2 separate regions of the Sus scrofa genome follow, and region 2 is linked to region 1. The links are chromatin contacts, called in public Hi-C maps. All regions are on one chromosome and are shown on one strand. The core of a region is the stretch at or near the end of the contact, and the rest is flanking DNA. Distances in the headings are between cores, read along the strand shown.

Region 1 (7,808 bases), core at 1,773-4,272:
GGTACATTACTGAAAATATTAACTATAGATTTTATTTACCCAGTACTAATTTCAGATGATATATACAGTAAAATCAATGATACAAGCCAAACAATGCACGAACCAAACTCAATGTGCATGACACTCCTTCTATGACCCCAAATTAGACTTTCAAATCAATTTCTTTTTTGACAATAATTTTAGTAATTTCATCATTAAAAGAAAATTTATAATACTGAAAGAATATCATGGACATCCAAGTTTTCTGGATGACATATAATTAGAAAAGTTAAAGTAGAGGTAAGCTACTTTATTATATACCACTTCTCTAGAATGTCAACTTTGCTCGTGAAATTCATTTAAAAACATAGTAAGGGATGTGATAATGATGGGTCACCAAGTCTGAGGAACTGAAAACTTTAAATTGCTTTCTAAGTTCTAATATGAGTCTCTTTTAGGCATTGCAGTATAGTTATAACAATAATATACCAGGAATCTCCAAATACTTTTGGAACTTTCAGAATATAGTTAACTTGGCCAGTGAAGAATACAGCCAGTAGAAAACATAGCCTCTCAAACTTTATTTTTAAAAACTACCTACATTTGTACTGCATATGAGGATCATAGCAGGATCAAAGCCTGTCAAATACAGCAATTATCTCTACAGAAGATGAGATATTGGAACAAGTAAGCATTGAAACTGCCAAAAAGATACTGTTTCTGTCGGAGCAAGATAAGTAACTCCACTGAAACCAAGTATCACATCCTAGTGATATTCAATTCCTAGTTATTCTGATGAAAATTTCAGGCTTCCTATTGTTGGATCATTAACAGTTTGATTTTTTAAACTTATATTGTTGAAATAGTTTTGTTACTGAAAATTTTTAAATATTTTAATTTTAAAAACATGTTTTTTCTTTTTTTAATTTTATAATGATTTTTATTTTTTCCATTATAGCTGGTTTACAGTGTTCCATCAATTTTCTACTGTACAGTGCGATTTTACTTGAGTAAATTTATTTTTTCCTAACCTAGACTAACCCACTGTATAGGCCACCAGAATTTTAAAACCCGCTGATTCTAACCAGGATATAGATCCTACAACCAGAGTATGTACAATGCCATGTACAAGAAGAATAGACCATTCTTTACTTCTACTCCGTTTCCCCACCTTCACCCCCACCTCCACAGAATTTGGAAAAGTTCCATTTTTATGTGGTCTATGAATTCTCCTGAAGTGGCTGTGAAAGTCTGGATGTATGTGCATTTGTATCTTTCCCCCTAGAACAACTGCCCACCCTGCTAGGAGATCAAGAACTATTATTTTAGGCTGTAACTGTGAGACTCAAATTCCAGCATGCATTTGAATTACCTGGAGGGCTTATTAAACCATAGATGACTAGGCCCACCCTCCCAGCTTCTATTTCAGCAGATCTGAGGTAAGGTGCAAGGATTTTGTTTTTCTAACAAGTACCCAGAGGCTGCTGTTGCTACTGTTCCAGGGACCACATCTGAGAACTCTTTTGTTTATACACTGCCCAAGCCTCTGCCAGCAGAGGGCAAGCCCACATGTATTCCAACATGTGCCAACAGCATCTTCCATCACTAGGTGGCAGCACGTGCACACAATTCCCTACATATGTCTCCCACAAAGATAAGAAAGCCAAGTGAACAGTGTTTTCCTACAAATTGGATGCTAAGCTATTTCAGTGAAATGATACCCAGTGCAAATCAGGCTTCAGGTACAAATAGGCTGTTTGACAGAAAGGTAAAGAAGCCAGACTCTGGCCTCTGGCTTCTAGGCTGAGATTCCTAGATGAGATTTGTAGTTCTCTGTATGGTGATTTGGAAATGTCCCTCTGTGGAAAGTCCTAGGCTGGTTGCTGCAAAATTACCCTCATTAAAAATGCAGAGCTCTCTTCCTCCACCCCATGTAATTAAGGAGCTCTGCTGTTAGATACAGGCTGTCATCTTTTTTTTTTTTTTTTTTTTTTTTTTTGTCTTTTTTGCCATTTCTTGGGCTGCTCCTGCGGCATATGGAGGTTCCCAGGCTAGGGGTCTAATCGGAGCTGTAGGTGCTGGCCTACACCAGCGCCACAGCAACGTGGGATCCAAGCCGCATCTGCAACCTACACCACAGCTCACGGCAATGCCGGATCCTCAACCCACTGAGCAAGGCCAGGGATCAAACCGGCAACCTTATGGTTCCTAGTTGGATTTGTTAAACACTGAGCCATGACGGGAACTCCTGTCATATTTTTAATAGGTGTCCCAGTTAATTCGGAGGCACAGCCATGTTTTGGTTACCTATATCTGTACATTTACTAAACATAGACCAATGCAAAGGTATGACTATCTGGACAACTCTTACTTTCATGACTTTCATAAAATAGTTCTTTTTAGGTTCAGACCTGGCAACAATTCCAAAGGCAAGAGAACGCTGTCCAACACAGGGGTCACCAGCTACATGGGGTTCCTGGGCACCTGGAATCCAGCTTGTCTGCATTGAGATAGGCTGCAGGATTAACTAAGATCAGCATGATGGAGGATAATGTGATAAAAAGAATGTATATATGTATGTGTGACTGGGTCACTTTTCTCTACAGTAGAAAATTGACAGAACACTGTAAACCAGCTATAATGGAAAAAATTAAAATCTTTAAATAAAAAAACCCCCGACAAACCCAATAGAAGAAAGATGATGTAAGCAAAGGTACAAAGAGACATAAATTACCAACAAATAGGGGGAAATATGAAACCTCACTGGTAACAAAAGAAATGCAAAACAAAATGGAACAAAAAGATTTCAAAGATTCAAAGGGGAAAAAAGAATAAGATAATTTTAATGTCACTACTACAAAAATGCCATTACATATGTGGCTTGCATCTGTGTCTTTTATACAGTAGAGGACATAAATAATTTTGACAAGAATGGAGGGAGGGAGTGGAAAGTGGAGAGGCAGAGCATAGCAGGCTGAGACAGTCTTGACTGCCCAGCATTCTAACAGCATTCCTGGACCCAAACCTCACAACCTGGCAACTTGGCTAGGGGAAAGGAAAAAAAAAAAAGTCCTAGGCCTGCAGCCACTACAGTTCTACAAGCTCCTCCAGGCATGAGTTTGCAGTCTGAGCCCAAGCCGACTGTAAATACTCAGGAAACATCCACTTCCAAACAGGGTGAGTCTGAAACAGACTTACCAGAACTCAGAGGGCAGTTTTACGTAGAAAAAAGGATGGTTGTTATAACTGATTATTGGCGTGCAGGCCAACCCCCAGGGATGATAGCTAAAAAAACTTCTGTGGTCTTCCACTGCAGTCCTTTGGGCTAGCAGCACTAGCAACATCTGAGAATGTGTTAGAAATGCAAACTCTCAGGCTCCAGCCCAGACCTGAAGAATCAGAAAGACCATGGAGTTCCCGTCGTGGCGCAGTGGTTAATGAATCCAACTAGGAACCATGAGGTTACAGGTTCAGTCCCTGCCCTTGCTCAGTGGGTTAACGATCCCGCGTTGCAGTGAGCTGTGGTGTAGGTTGCAGATGTGGCTCGGATCCCACGTTGCTATGGCGCTGGTGTAGGCCAGTACCTATAGCTCCGATTAGACCCCTAGCCTGGGAACCTCCATATGCCGCAGGAGCGGCCCAGGAAATAGCAAAAAGATCAAAAAAAGAAAAAAAAGAAAGACCAGAGATGGGGTCCAGCAGTCTGGACTCTGACCAGCCACGCAGGGGATGCTGAGGATGCATCCAAAGACGGAGAAGCACGGATCTGGATAAAGAGGAGGCCAGTTAAGGGGAGCCCCTGAGGCACTGAAACAAGCCCTCGAGGTTGTGCTGCACCGTGGTCCAGTGCTTCCGCTGTCACTGGGAGCTGGCTAAGAGCCTGCAACTTGGAGTGGGAACACCTGGTTCCCTCTCTGTCAAGCTCCATTTCCTCCTGTGTGACCTGGGGTAGTTAAAAACTTTTCTGAACCTGTTCTGCTATCTGAAAGATGAGGAAAGTAATACAACTTGTGTATGACTGTTACTGGGAATAAAGGCACAAATGCGTGGGAAAATCTGCACGAGGTTCTGGGTACAGAGCAGTGGGTTCTTATTGGTCCATGACCATAAGTCTCCCATAGTGCCAGGAAAAACAGCCAGAGAGCTCCCAGCTTCCCTAGCCATTGTTAGTATCTTATCTGTGCCCACAGCATGCTTGCTTTTTTCATGGAAATTACTTCTTTTCCATGATTAGTCAGTGAATCTACAAGATGATTTTATCTAATCACATTCTTGCATAATTGACTCATTCAAGTTTTATCACCTTGGTTTTACTGAATCAGGTTTGACTCCAGTGAACTCCCCCATGTGGTTTTCTAGGGTTCCTACTTTCTCTGTCTTCTGACAATATGGCCTCAGAGGCTGGTTTGATCAAGTGAAACCAGTCTGCGAGTATTTCTGTGCTGGGACCTGGATGCTGATTCCTGGGGGAGTTTCTGCTTTCCTAAGTCTATCTCATAAAATGCAGACTGCTTGGATAGCATGGATGTTTGCTGACATGACTGTGATAGTGGAATATGGAAGGATCAGATTTTGCATATAGGTTGTTTGGGGGTTTTTGTTCCCCACACACCCACCCTGGATCTTTGAAGAGAAGCCTGGCAGGGGAGAAGTCACATAGCGGGAAATATCATTTTCAAAGGACCTGAGATAGGCTGAGTCATCAGCAAATGCACACGACAGTGGCTTTCCCCAATGTGCACTTCCAGTTTGGGCAGCATCTCAGATTTATCTAACAGGCAGCAGAAATGCCCTGATCAGGTCAAATCAGACATCTGAAACCAAGAATCCCCTAGTTTTTACCTCCTACTGGTTTCCTCTCTCAGGTAGTGAGTGCTTTCTTAGCATTAATGATGTACTTTTCAGTAACTTGTGTATAGGGGTGGATACAGGTGCTGAGTCTTTTACATCCATGGCGAATTCCAAAGAGCAGTAAAACCATGGGCTTCAGGTTTGGAAGGAGGAGCAAATGCACTTCCACTTCCCACTTCCTCACGGCCAGCTCTGTCTGCCTCAGGGCTGCTGGGGGAGGAAGCTGAAGACCCAGCTTCCTTCTTCTCTTCCTGGCATCTGGACTTCAGGTGAGCACAGAGGGAGGGGGCACCAGCAGCGGGGTGTGTATGGTGGGGGTGGGGGGGGGGTGGACCCTTCTTCCTGGGAAGTTCCTGGCCCTGAGAAAGCCTGAAACACACCATTTCAGCAAGCTGGGCTGCCCAAAACTGCATTGACCTGTTTCTGGGGCATGGATGGTGAAGTTCTGTTCACCATCATTGAGAAGGCTCTCATTTTGGAAATATGTTCTTTTTTTTTTTTTTTTTTTTTTTGCCTTTTCTGGGGCCACTCCCACGGCATATGGAGGTTCCCAGGATAGGGGTCTAATCAGAACTGTAGCTGCCGGCCTGCGCCAGAGCCACAGCAACGCAGGATCCAAGCCGAGTCTGCAACCTACACCACAGGTCATGGCAATGCCGGATCCTTAACCCACTGAGCGAGGCCAGGGATTGAACCGGCAACCTTATGGTTCCTAGTTGGATTCATTAACCACTGAGCCACGATGGGAACTCCTGGAAATGTGTTCTTGACCAAAAGTGTTCTGCGGCTGTCTATAGGCTTCTTGGGGGGCTTACAGATATTTCTTGATCTTCAGCGCTGGGGGCTGTCTTTGCATCCAATCCCTTCATCTCATTCAAAAAGTTGTCAACACACAAGGTCTCAGAAATGCCTCTCTTGGCTTCTTTCTTGGGATGACCATGGTAGAGAGGTTACATCTCACCTGCAAACTCCAATGAATGGCCTGGATCCATACCTCTGAGGCCACCCCACTTGGAGGATCACGATGGACGATCACCATCTGCTCAAAGCGAAATGTGATGGAAAATAGCCTGCATATCGAATGTTCACTACTCTCTTCAAGAGCAAAAAATGCTCAGTTTCTCAGCCTCCAACCAGGAAGTCCTCTTGAGACCACTTACCTCACCCACACCTCGATACAACGAACAAAACAGTGATAACCATTACCATGTACTCCTTGCTATGTGAGAATCATGCTATTCGGTATTGCCTGCATATTGTCTGCAATTTTTCACAACGGCCCCTCAAAGAACACATCACAATGTTTCCTTGGGATGAGCCTGCTGAGACACAAAGAGGGGAAGTAATGCCTCAAAGGTACAAGGGTAGGGCCAGGATTTGAACCCATGCCAGCCTAACTCAACAGTTCGTACTGTTTCTCCCTGCCCTAAGCCATCACTTATCTCTGGACTTCTCATTCTTAGGCTATGTCTGGTTCTGCAATGTACTAAAATAAACAGACTGTTACTTCATGAAGAAACAAAGTGCATGAGACACAGGAGTCAGTCAGCAAATGAACGTTGAGTGAATAAGCGGACCGAGCCTGTGTCAGCTCTCTCCTCCCACAGGCTCAGCCACAAGGGCCTTCAAAGCCCAGGCTCATGACCTTAGGGAGGACTCCAGGCTCTGCTCGCCAAGCCGCCTCACCCACTGCCTGACCTCACAGAACCCCGCAGAATTAAAGCTTCGTGTGGTTCGTGTCTCCTGCCAATGCTTCCTGAGTTCGGACTTTGGTTTTCTTTTGTCTCGAGCCCATGTTGTGATGCAGCCAAATTCGGCTCCTTGGGGATCCAGTCCAAACCAGAGAGTATGGACGGGATGCAATGGAAGAGTAGTGAAATCATGTAAAGAATGGACCACTTTAAGTCATGAATACTGCGGGCAGAGCTCAGGCACACTAGGGACTATGGTTGGCTGGAAAATGCATTTTAGAGGCATAAAAAGGTGAAGATGTTGGTGAACACAAGGAGCTTTGGTTTTCATTTCAAATGTGTTTGATGGTGAGCCCCCCCCCATCTATATACTTCCCTATAATATTAGGAAAATGAAAATAAGACACCTCTAGGGGTGCAGCGTAGCATGACTTATCTCAAAAATGATCTCTAGATTCAAGGATTTGGGGAAAATGGAGACCATGATTGTTTTGTTAAAGAAATTCCTGCCTGGTTACAAACCACATGTACACAGCAAATGAAGAAGTGGCTTAATGACTAATGGATGTTGCTAAAATCTTCATTCATCACTGAATTCACATGGGTCCTTCTCGCAGGGCCTGATTATGCAAATTGCTTAAACAGTCTTTTTTTTCTACTTATGATGGGAAAAGAGAAGCTGTTTCTCTCCCCTAAAACTGTTTCTCTAACTCTTGACTCCAAGCCCCTGAGTAAAGGCATGGTTATGACTTTCACTTGGGGTGTGCCTGTGCCTGTGGACAAGCAGACAGACCATGATGCTGGTAGACGCACATGCTCCGCTGGCCTCCAGGACCCTGCACACTCTCTGCCACCTACCGCATGGCTTCCTGTCTCCTTGGCTGGTCTCCCCAACTTCTTAACACTCAGTTTTTTTGTCCTTTTCTCCTCATTATCCCACTCCCTTAGTGAGCTCATCTGCCTAGTGGCTTCCATAGCACCTGTGCTCTGAGGACTCCCAAGCTGGCAGCCCCAGCCCAGACTTCTCTTCTGCTCACCAGCCCATGTCCCTGAGTCCCAGCTTCGCCATTCCCCCTCGATGCCTCAGAGCCTTCCCTAAAACAGAATGCCTGGTCCCCCAGTGATTCCACAGCAAGTGTTCCCATCACAGTTAAGAGCATTTCCATGCCCTCAGATGCTTCAGCTGAAGACTATGGCATGGTCCTCAATGCCCTTCCTTCTCTGATACCCAAAGTGCCATCTGTCAGAACCTCTGTTGACTTCCAAATATATCCAGACTCGAACTTT
Region 2 (7,808 bases), core at 3,311-5,810, 500 kb after region 1:
AAAGGATTAATAGCTAACATCAAATAGGGAGAGGGGGAACTTAAGGAGTTCTGTATTTCATAGCTTCCTTTTTTCAAAAAAATTTATGGCCACACCCGCAACACATGGACATTCCTGGGCAAGGGGTCAAATCAAAACTGCAGCTGCAAACTACACCACAACTGAGGCAGTGCCAGATCCTTAACCCATTAAGATGTGGATCAAACTTGAGCTCCCTAGACCCAATGCCAGATACCCAACCTGCTGTGCCACAGCAGGAACTCCCATAGCTTCCTTTTTAAAGAGAAAATTTTTGTATGAGCCAGGATCCTGGTAGGAAACTGAATTCTCCACACAAAATAGTTCCTTGGAAGAGGTTTTAGTAAAGGGAGTATTTATAGAGTTGAGGCTCTTGTTAAGAGAACCAGCAAATTGGTGAAGGTACCCAGGGACCATTGACAGTGGGAAGTTATTAACATTAGCAGGTCTGAGGGAGCAAAGAGGGCAGAGGTGTGACCATCTGGAGGAGGCGCCACCCCATAGAAGTTGGACTTGTGGATACAGGACATCAAAGCAGGAAGGAAGCAGGAAAGAAATCTCTCATTCAGCTCTCACTTCTCCTGCAGTTTTCTCCCACTGGCCAAACCTAGAGAGAACCAGAGAGCAGAAGAGCCCAGGAGATGCAATGTAAGTAGGGAGAGCCTCTTTAGCACCAGAGCATGCTAGGCTCTGGGGAGGAAATAGAGAATAACCAGGCCTGGGGTTTCCATCATGGCTCAGCGGAAAAGAATCTGACTAGTATCCATGAGGATGTGGGATCTATCCCTGGCCTTGATCAGTGGGTTAAGGATGCAGTGTTGCTGTGGCTGTGGCTGTGGCCAGCAGGTGCAGCCTGATTCCACCCTTAGCCTGGAAACCGCCATATGCTGTGAGTGCAGTCCTAAAAAAAGAGAGAGAGAGAGAGAATAACCAGACTTCTTCTTCCACACTCTGACTTCTGGGTAAAAACGATCAAATAAGGATCGTTTTGCTTTCAGCTCAGCAGCCAGTCCCCTCAGTTTTGAGAAAACTGAGGACCCCAGAGCTTATTCAAAGTCACAGAGGATGACTGTGAGGTGTCAACCCAATCCTGCCCTCTGGCTCCACAGAAACGTCCAGGCACTGTGAGTGTTTACACTCTTCCCTGCTGCTGCTCTTCACCTTTGAGACCCGCTGGGTCTACTCTTCATCTTACTTCTCTCTCAAAATTCAATTTCTCTGTTCTCCTTAGTCTCCAAGAGAAGGAAAAAGAGAGGTAAAAATTTCATCTCCAGAAAGACACATACCACATGCTGCGGGGGCTGCCCTAGAGAGGCAAAAAAAAAAAAAAAAAAAAAAAGATAATAATTATTGAACTTGACTTGGAAATGTGACCAGATTCAGCAGGCAGTTTCCAAGTTTCCCCTTTCATTTTGCATCCAGGATAAACATAATCCATGGCTTAAATTTTTATACATTTTGGTTTCAGTCAGGAGTTGGCAGTTTTTCAGAAGGGCTGTGCCAAGTTTTATTTATTTACTGAAATTTACATTTTTGACTCTTTCTGGCTTTAACCTCCCTCCTGATGTCCTCTTCTTCCCTCATCTCCCAGTTATTGTGGATTGAGGCTACTCTATCATCCAGGAATAAAGGGATTTGAGAAGGTAAAGATCTTTGATAGAGACATCAAACTTGACTAGAAATGTCTGTGAGGTCTGAAAACTAGATGTGTCGAAGACATATAAGATTGTCAGGGAGGTAGGGAGTTTATAGTTTCAGAGAATGAAACCTGGAGCTTTTAGAGCACTAGAGAGATATGAAGTAGAAGGAGGAATGAAAACACTTTTAAAAAGCAAAAATCTCTTAGCTAAATCTTTCCTAAATTATGTACCATGGAGTTCTAACACTGCACCTCCTATGGGGTACAGGTTGCAGGGAGATTATGATCAAATAAGTTTGGGAAATAATGCAAAAAGTGGCAACTCCTTGGAGAGCCCCAAATCATACTAAAGGTACTGAGAACTCCTGTAGGCAGAATCCCGTTCAATGGTTGAATCCCCATGTTCCCCCTTAAATTCTTAGCAATGAACTTTTAACATAACACCTATTATCACTCTCTTGTGGAAATATCAAGGAACGAACTTTTGAAGAACACAATCTATCATACTGAGAGGAGAAACTCAGGGAGTAAAAAGAGAAAAACACTATTTGAATCTTCTTGACCTCTTTATTACTTGCTGTGCAACGTGGCTCTTGCACTAGTATTCAAAATCAGACCTCCGCTCTTTTCCTCCCTAATAAACATTATAGCTGAACATGGTCTCTAGAGTACCACACTGGCAAACGCTAAGTGCTCCGCAAATGTTTGTTGAATGAATTAATGATTGAATGAAATGAGCTAGTCCCTGTAAAGCACTTAGTACAATGTCTGACACAGAATAAGTAGCAACAAATGTTGTTATTACTATTCATCATGATCTTTGGATTAGAGAACACAGAAAAAAACTCAAAACTTGAATTTAACGCCCCCTTCAAAATAACCTAAATTCAGAGTTCTTTTGTGGCAGAGCAAGTTAAGGATCCAGCATCATCTAGGGCCACTGCATTAGGGCCAGTGCTGTGGTTCAGGTTCAGTCCCTGGCCCGGGAACTTCCACACGCCACAGGAGCAGCCAAAACAAACAAACAAACAAACAACAACAAAAAAAACCCTTAAAGTCTCAGATGGACTCTCTCATCAGGTAACATACAATTTCTGAAGGATAACTGAATGCCTATACCACAATAAAATGACCTTTCACGCAGAGAAGTTTTACATAGAAATGCATCACAATCATGGACAAAAATATTGTTTGCTTACAGTCACAATGAATGGCATATTTTTACAAGGAAGAAATGAACCGGGTAAATACACCCACACACACATACACACACACACACACACACACACACACACACATTCCAGTTCCAAGATACTAGAAGAAAGAACAGATTTATTCAGAATGTTGCGTTTTAAATTTTCTTTTACTTTTTTGGACAACTTGAGACAATATGGAGTTCCTGGGCCAGGGATCAAATCAGAACCATATAATATACGACCTAGACCATAGTTATAGCAATGCTGGACTCTTGACACACTACAATGGGCCAGAGATTGAACCCGAATCACTGCCACTCAGAGACACCCTTGATCTGTTGCACCACAGTGGGAACTCCTTGCTTTTTTATTTGTAATGTCCTTATCATAGTTGCTATTACTTACAGTAAAAACATAAAGCATGAAGGAGGTGAATTTACTTCACTTCTGCTCCTACCTCGACTTTTAAACAGAATGGAGCCTCTACCACACTGCAATAAAGATTATGTGAGTGTTCTCTTGTGGCACACAGTGAGTTAAGGATCTGGTGCTGGGTCACTGCAGCAGCTTGGGCCACTCCTGTGGCTTGGGTTCAATCCCTGACCAGGGAACTTCCATACGCCCTGGGTTCAGCCAAAAAAAATTACATGGATCAGCTTCCAGCTTCCTTAGAAGAAATTTATCTTGTCTAAGAATCTCAAGTGTTTCCTAATTTAGCAATGTACCAGAGTTTGTTTCTCACTGACAACTATTAACTAATCATGTCAAATCTTTTGAAAGAGAATTGTCTTTCCTGCCCACAATATGTCATGCAAGCAGTAAGAGTAGGGTCATGCTTCTATTGAGCATTTTCCGTGATTTAAAGCATAGAAATATATTTATATTTATATATGCATTATCTCATTAATGAAAAATAAAGTTGTCAGTTACTTGGAAGAGAAAAATCTCAAATTAAAAATGTTACTCATTTCAAATGCATTTATTTTCATTTCATTGAGCTTTAGGAATTTATCTGACATTAAGTAGTTAAGGATGGCCAAAGTAATGGAAGTTCTGATTTGACGTTGCTTAAACAAGGAAATTTGCATAACCTCGAATACCAGGAGGTACAGAGGAATCCCAAACCTCAGCTTGGGTGATACAGCGGCTCAATGAATTCATCAAAAATGTGGGCCTCATCCTTCTCTCTGCTCGACCATCTGCAGCACTGACTGTTTACTGAGGCCAGTTGTCTCCTCATGGTAATAAGATGGCTGCCAGCAACCAACAACTGTTCATTATTCATCTACAACAGGAGAGAGTAAATCTTCCAACCAAGGAAAATGCACCTTTACCTTTGGTCTGATTGGGCCAATTTACCACACCTGCCCATTCCCAGAACGGAGGAATGTCAAGGATTGTCCTAAATCAATGATTCTCAAAGTACAGGCCCAGATTGGTGGCTTGAACTGCTGGGAACTTGAAAATCTCTTAGAAAAGCAAATTCTCAGGCCTCCCTCCAGCTCTACTAAATGAGAACTGCTGGGGGTGGGGGCCAGCTATCTGAGTTTTAAGTCATATATTCTAAAGTTTCAGGATCACTGTTTTAGACTAAACAGAATCTGGACATGGAGAAGGGGTGGACACTTGAATAAAATTGGGGTTATGTTAGAAAGGAGGAGAAGGAGGAAGTTATGCCTGTTGAACTACTAATGGTGTCCACAATCTGGATTTCTCAAAAATAACACTAGTTTCAAATATCCTGTTCCATGGGGGTTACATCATGTAGATGACTCGTTCAAAAACTCTCTTGAAATATTCTGGTGAGTGTTTTGCATCCTGGAAAGACAGAGAGTATATATCAGGACTCAAAAGAGATGAGATCCAGTTCTAGTTGTGTCACTGATTAACCCACCAATACCCTTGGCAAATGCACTGAGAGGCTATGAACCTCAGCTTTTATTTCTGTAAGGGTGTTGAAACAGAGAGCCTTTACATTCTTTTCTTTTTCTTTTTCTTTCCTTTTTCTTTTTCTTTTTTTCTTTTCTTTTTCTTTCTTTTTCTTTCTTTCTTTTTTTTTTTCTCAGCTGCCTCATGGCATATGGATTTCCTGGGCCAGGAATCCTTTAAGCTGCTGTGCCAGGCTGGGGATCAAACCTGTGTCGTGGTACTGTAGAGATGCTGCTAATCCCACTGTACCACAGTGGGAACTCCTAAATTCTTGAAAACAAAAACAACTGTAGCCAGTATTTAAGTGCTTACTAGGATTTTATTTAGCATGCTATCATTGAATACTCAGAATAGCCCCTATGAAATGTATGACTTGCCCAAACGCAGAAGGCTGCTGAGGGAAGAATCTGAGATTCAACTCTATCTGACCCCACAGTCCATTTGCTCCATGTATACTGGCCCACCCTCCCTGACCTCTATTATACTAACTCTTTGTAATTCTATAATCCGCTTGGTTTCTTATGGCTTAGCTCATTATACGTTTAAGGAAAGACACAGGTGATAAAATGAAAAGAATGTGGACTTTAAATTCAGAATATATTTGAATCTTGGCTTCACCAATCTCCTGATCTGTGACTTCAGGGAAGTTACCTAACTTCTCTGGAACCTTAATTTTCAATCTATAAAATAGCATTTTGTCTTCTTTTTTTTTTTGGCTTTTGGTCTTCTGGTCTTTTCTAGGGCCGCATCTGTGGAATATGGAGGTTCCCAGGCTAGGGGTCTAATCGGAGCCATAACCACCGGCCTTTACCACAGGCACAGCCACGCGGGATTCGAGTCACATCTGCAACCTACACCACAGCTCATGGCAACGCCGGATCCTTAACCCACTGAGCGAAGCCAGGGATCTAACCCGCAAACTCATCGTTCCTAGTTGGATTCGTTAACCACTGAGCCATGACGGGAACTCCTAAAACAGCATTTTGCATAAGACTTGTAAGGATTAAAGGAGATAAAACATCTAAAGTGCTTAGCACAGTGCCTAGACTATAATAGAGATTTAATAAATGTTCATTTCCTCCCCTGCCTATTGTCTCATGAGAAATGTTATTTGCTAGATGAGTGGGAAATATTTTAGAACATTAATTATTAATTCCCCCAATATTTCCATTCATAAATGATCTGATTATATAGCACTAGGAATGGAAAAAAATCTGCCTGTGCCCTCCTTTTTATTTATTTATTTTTTTGGCTGCACCCACAGCATGTGGAAGTTCCTGGGCCAGGAATCAAATCCGTGCCACAGCAGTGACCACAGCCACAGCAATGAAAACACCAGATCCTTAACCTGCTGAACCACTTGGGGACTTCATGCCTATTCCTTCTTGACTAAAATTTTTCTAGGTATAAGAATCCAGAGAGGGGAGTTCCCATCGTGGCTCCACAGTTACAAACCCAAACAGTATTAATGAGGATGTGGGTCAGATCCCTGGCCTCGCTCAGTGGGTTAAGAATCTGGCATTGCCATGAGCTGTGGTGTAGTTTGCAGACACAGCTCAGATTCCACATTGCTGTGGCTGTGGTAGTTTGGTAGCTTCAGCTCCAATTCAACCCCAGCCTGGCAACTTCCATATGCTACAAGTGTGGCCCTAATGACAAAAAAAAAAAAAAAAAAAAAAAAAAAAGCAACCCAGAAAGGGAATTCCTACTGTAGCACAGTGGGTTAAGGATCTGGCATTGTTTCAGCTGTGTAGTAGGTTTCAGCTGCAGCTTGGATTTGATCCCCACCCTGGGAACTTCCATATGCCATGGGTGAGGCCAAAAGAGAAAAAGAAAAAAGAAACCAGAGAGAAGACTATGTTCAGGACAGAGCAATCCTATATCTTCTATCAGTTCCCCCATAACCATGCTCTCTTACCCATCTCTTCCCAGAGTGGGATGCATGGGTCTCCATTGGAATTTGGAAGATTATTTTCAAATTTCAGAAGTATTCCTCTTAACCTGTGTTAATCTCAAAAGATAACATTCTCTGTGGGGTAAGGAGTCCCCTCTTCCCTTTCATAGGCCCCTCAGTGAGGGAGGAGTAAAAGCAGCCACAGACAGAGTTTGGGGAGAGTCATTTGGCTCATGACAACAAAGACCAGAGCTTCCAGGGAAAGACAGCTCCCTTTGAAGTAGCTACATCGACGAGAGAAAAAGTCTACCCTTCAAGCTTAGAAGGGTATATGTAGTAGCTATTTTATGATTCATTCCCATGAGGTTTAAAGAAATATTTAATTGACAAATTTCTTGTGGCTCTATCATCACATCATTTTTAATGATCAGAAGTAATAGAAGTAGAAAACACAGCCCTTTCAAATACTTGCAAAATAAGAAGTTCTGAGGTTTGGTTTCTTGTTTGTTTGGTTTTGGTCTTTTTAGAGCCACACCTGCGGCATATAAAAGTTTCTAGGCTAGTCCACTGGCCTACACCACCACCACAGCAACACAGCATCCTAACCATATCTGTAACCTACACTGAGGAGGGCCAGGGATCAAACCTGCATTCTCATGGATGCTAGTCAGATTCTTTTCCTCTGAGCCACGATGGGAACTGCTCCCTGAGTTTGCTTTAAATTTCAGTGTTAGGTTCCCCTACAAGGACAAAAGGAAGATACAAAAAAGGAGGAGGCAAATATGTCCAAAATTAGTCCAAATAAACTTGAAAAAAGAGAAGACATGACGTATAAAAATATTAAACCTTTTCTTCCTTTTCCCTTGACAAAATCTCATGAAATATCAAGGGAAAATTCCCATGAGTTGAAGGATTCAGAGATGAACAGAGATGAACAAGCTAATAATTACTACAAAAATAAATGCATATCCAGATACATTCCGGTAAAATTTCAAAATTCTAAGGATAAACAGAAAAAATGAGAAACAGAAAAAAATCTAAACGTTTCCAGAAGGAAGGAAAAAGAAAAACATGTTAAACAAACAAAAATAAGATAAAATAAGAATTACTCAATGCTCAACCAAAAAACTAC

The links. Hi-C and Micro-C count contacts between places; a contact is called where the count stands out from the background.
Region 2: a Hi-C map of embryonic fibroblasts shows a contact between it and region 1, with 2.8 times the contacts expected there. The contact joins two enhancer-like sites. A contact is called at or near these places in 7 of 47 Hi-C or Micro-C datasets (alveolar macrophages, embryonic fibroblasts, heart right ventricle and 3 more).

The regions. Positions count from the first base shown.
Region 1 is chr9:91,341,034-91,348,841 of Sscrofa11.1, forward strand. No RefSeq gene overlaps it. Among named protein-coding and RNA genes, the nearest start is that of RAPGEF5, 110 kb to the left of the region's middle. Within about 2 kb of position 3,023, at least 7 of the 83 cell types and tissues checked have an H3K27ac peak or open chromatin away from gene starts, as enhancers often do. A contact at or near this core is called in embryonic fibroblasts, where this site is marked.
Region 2 is chr9:91,836,806-91,844,613 of Sscrofa11.1, forward strand. No RefSeq gene overlaps it. Among named protein-coding and RNA genes, the nearest start is that of FAM126A, 19 kb to the left of the region's middle. Within about 2 kb of position 4,561, at least 3 of the 83 cell types and tissues checked have an H3K27ac peak or open chromatin away from gene starts, as enhancers often do. A contact at or near this core is called in embryonic fibroblasts, where this site is marked.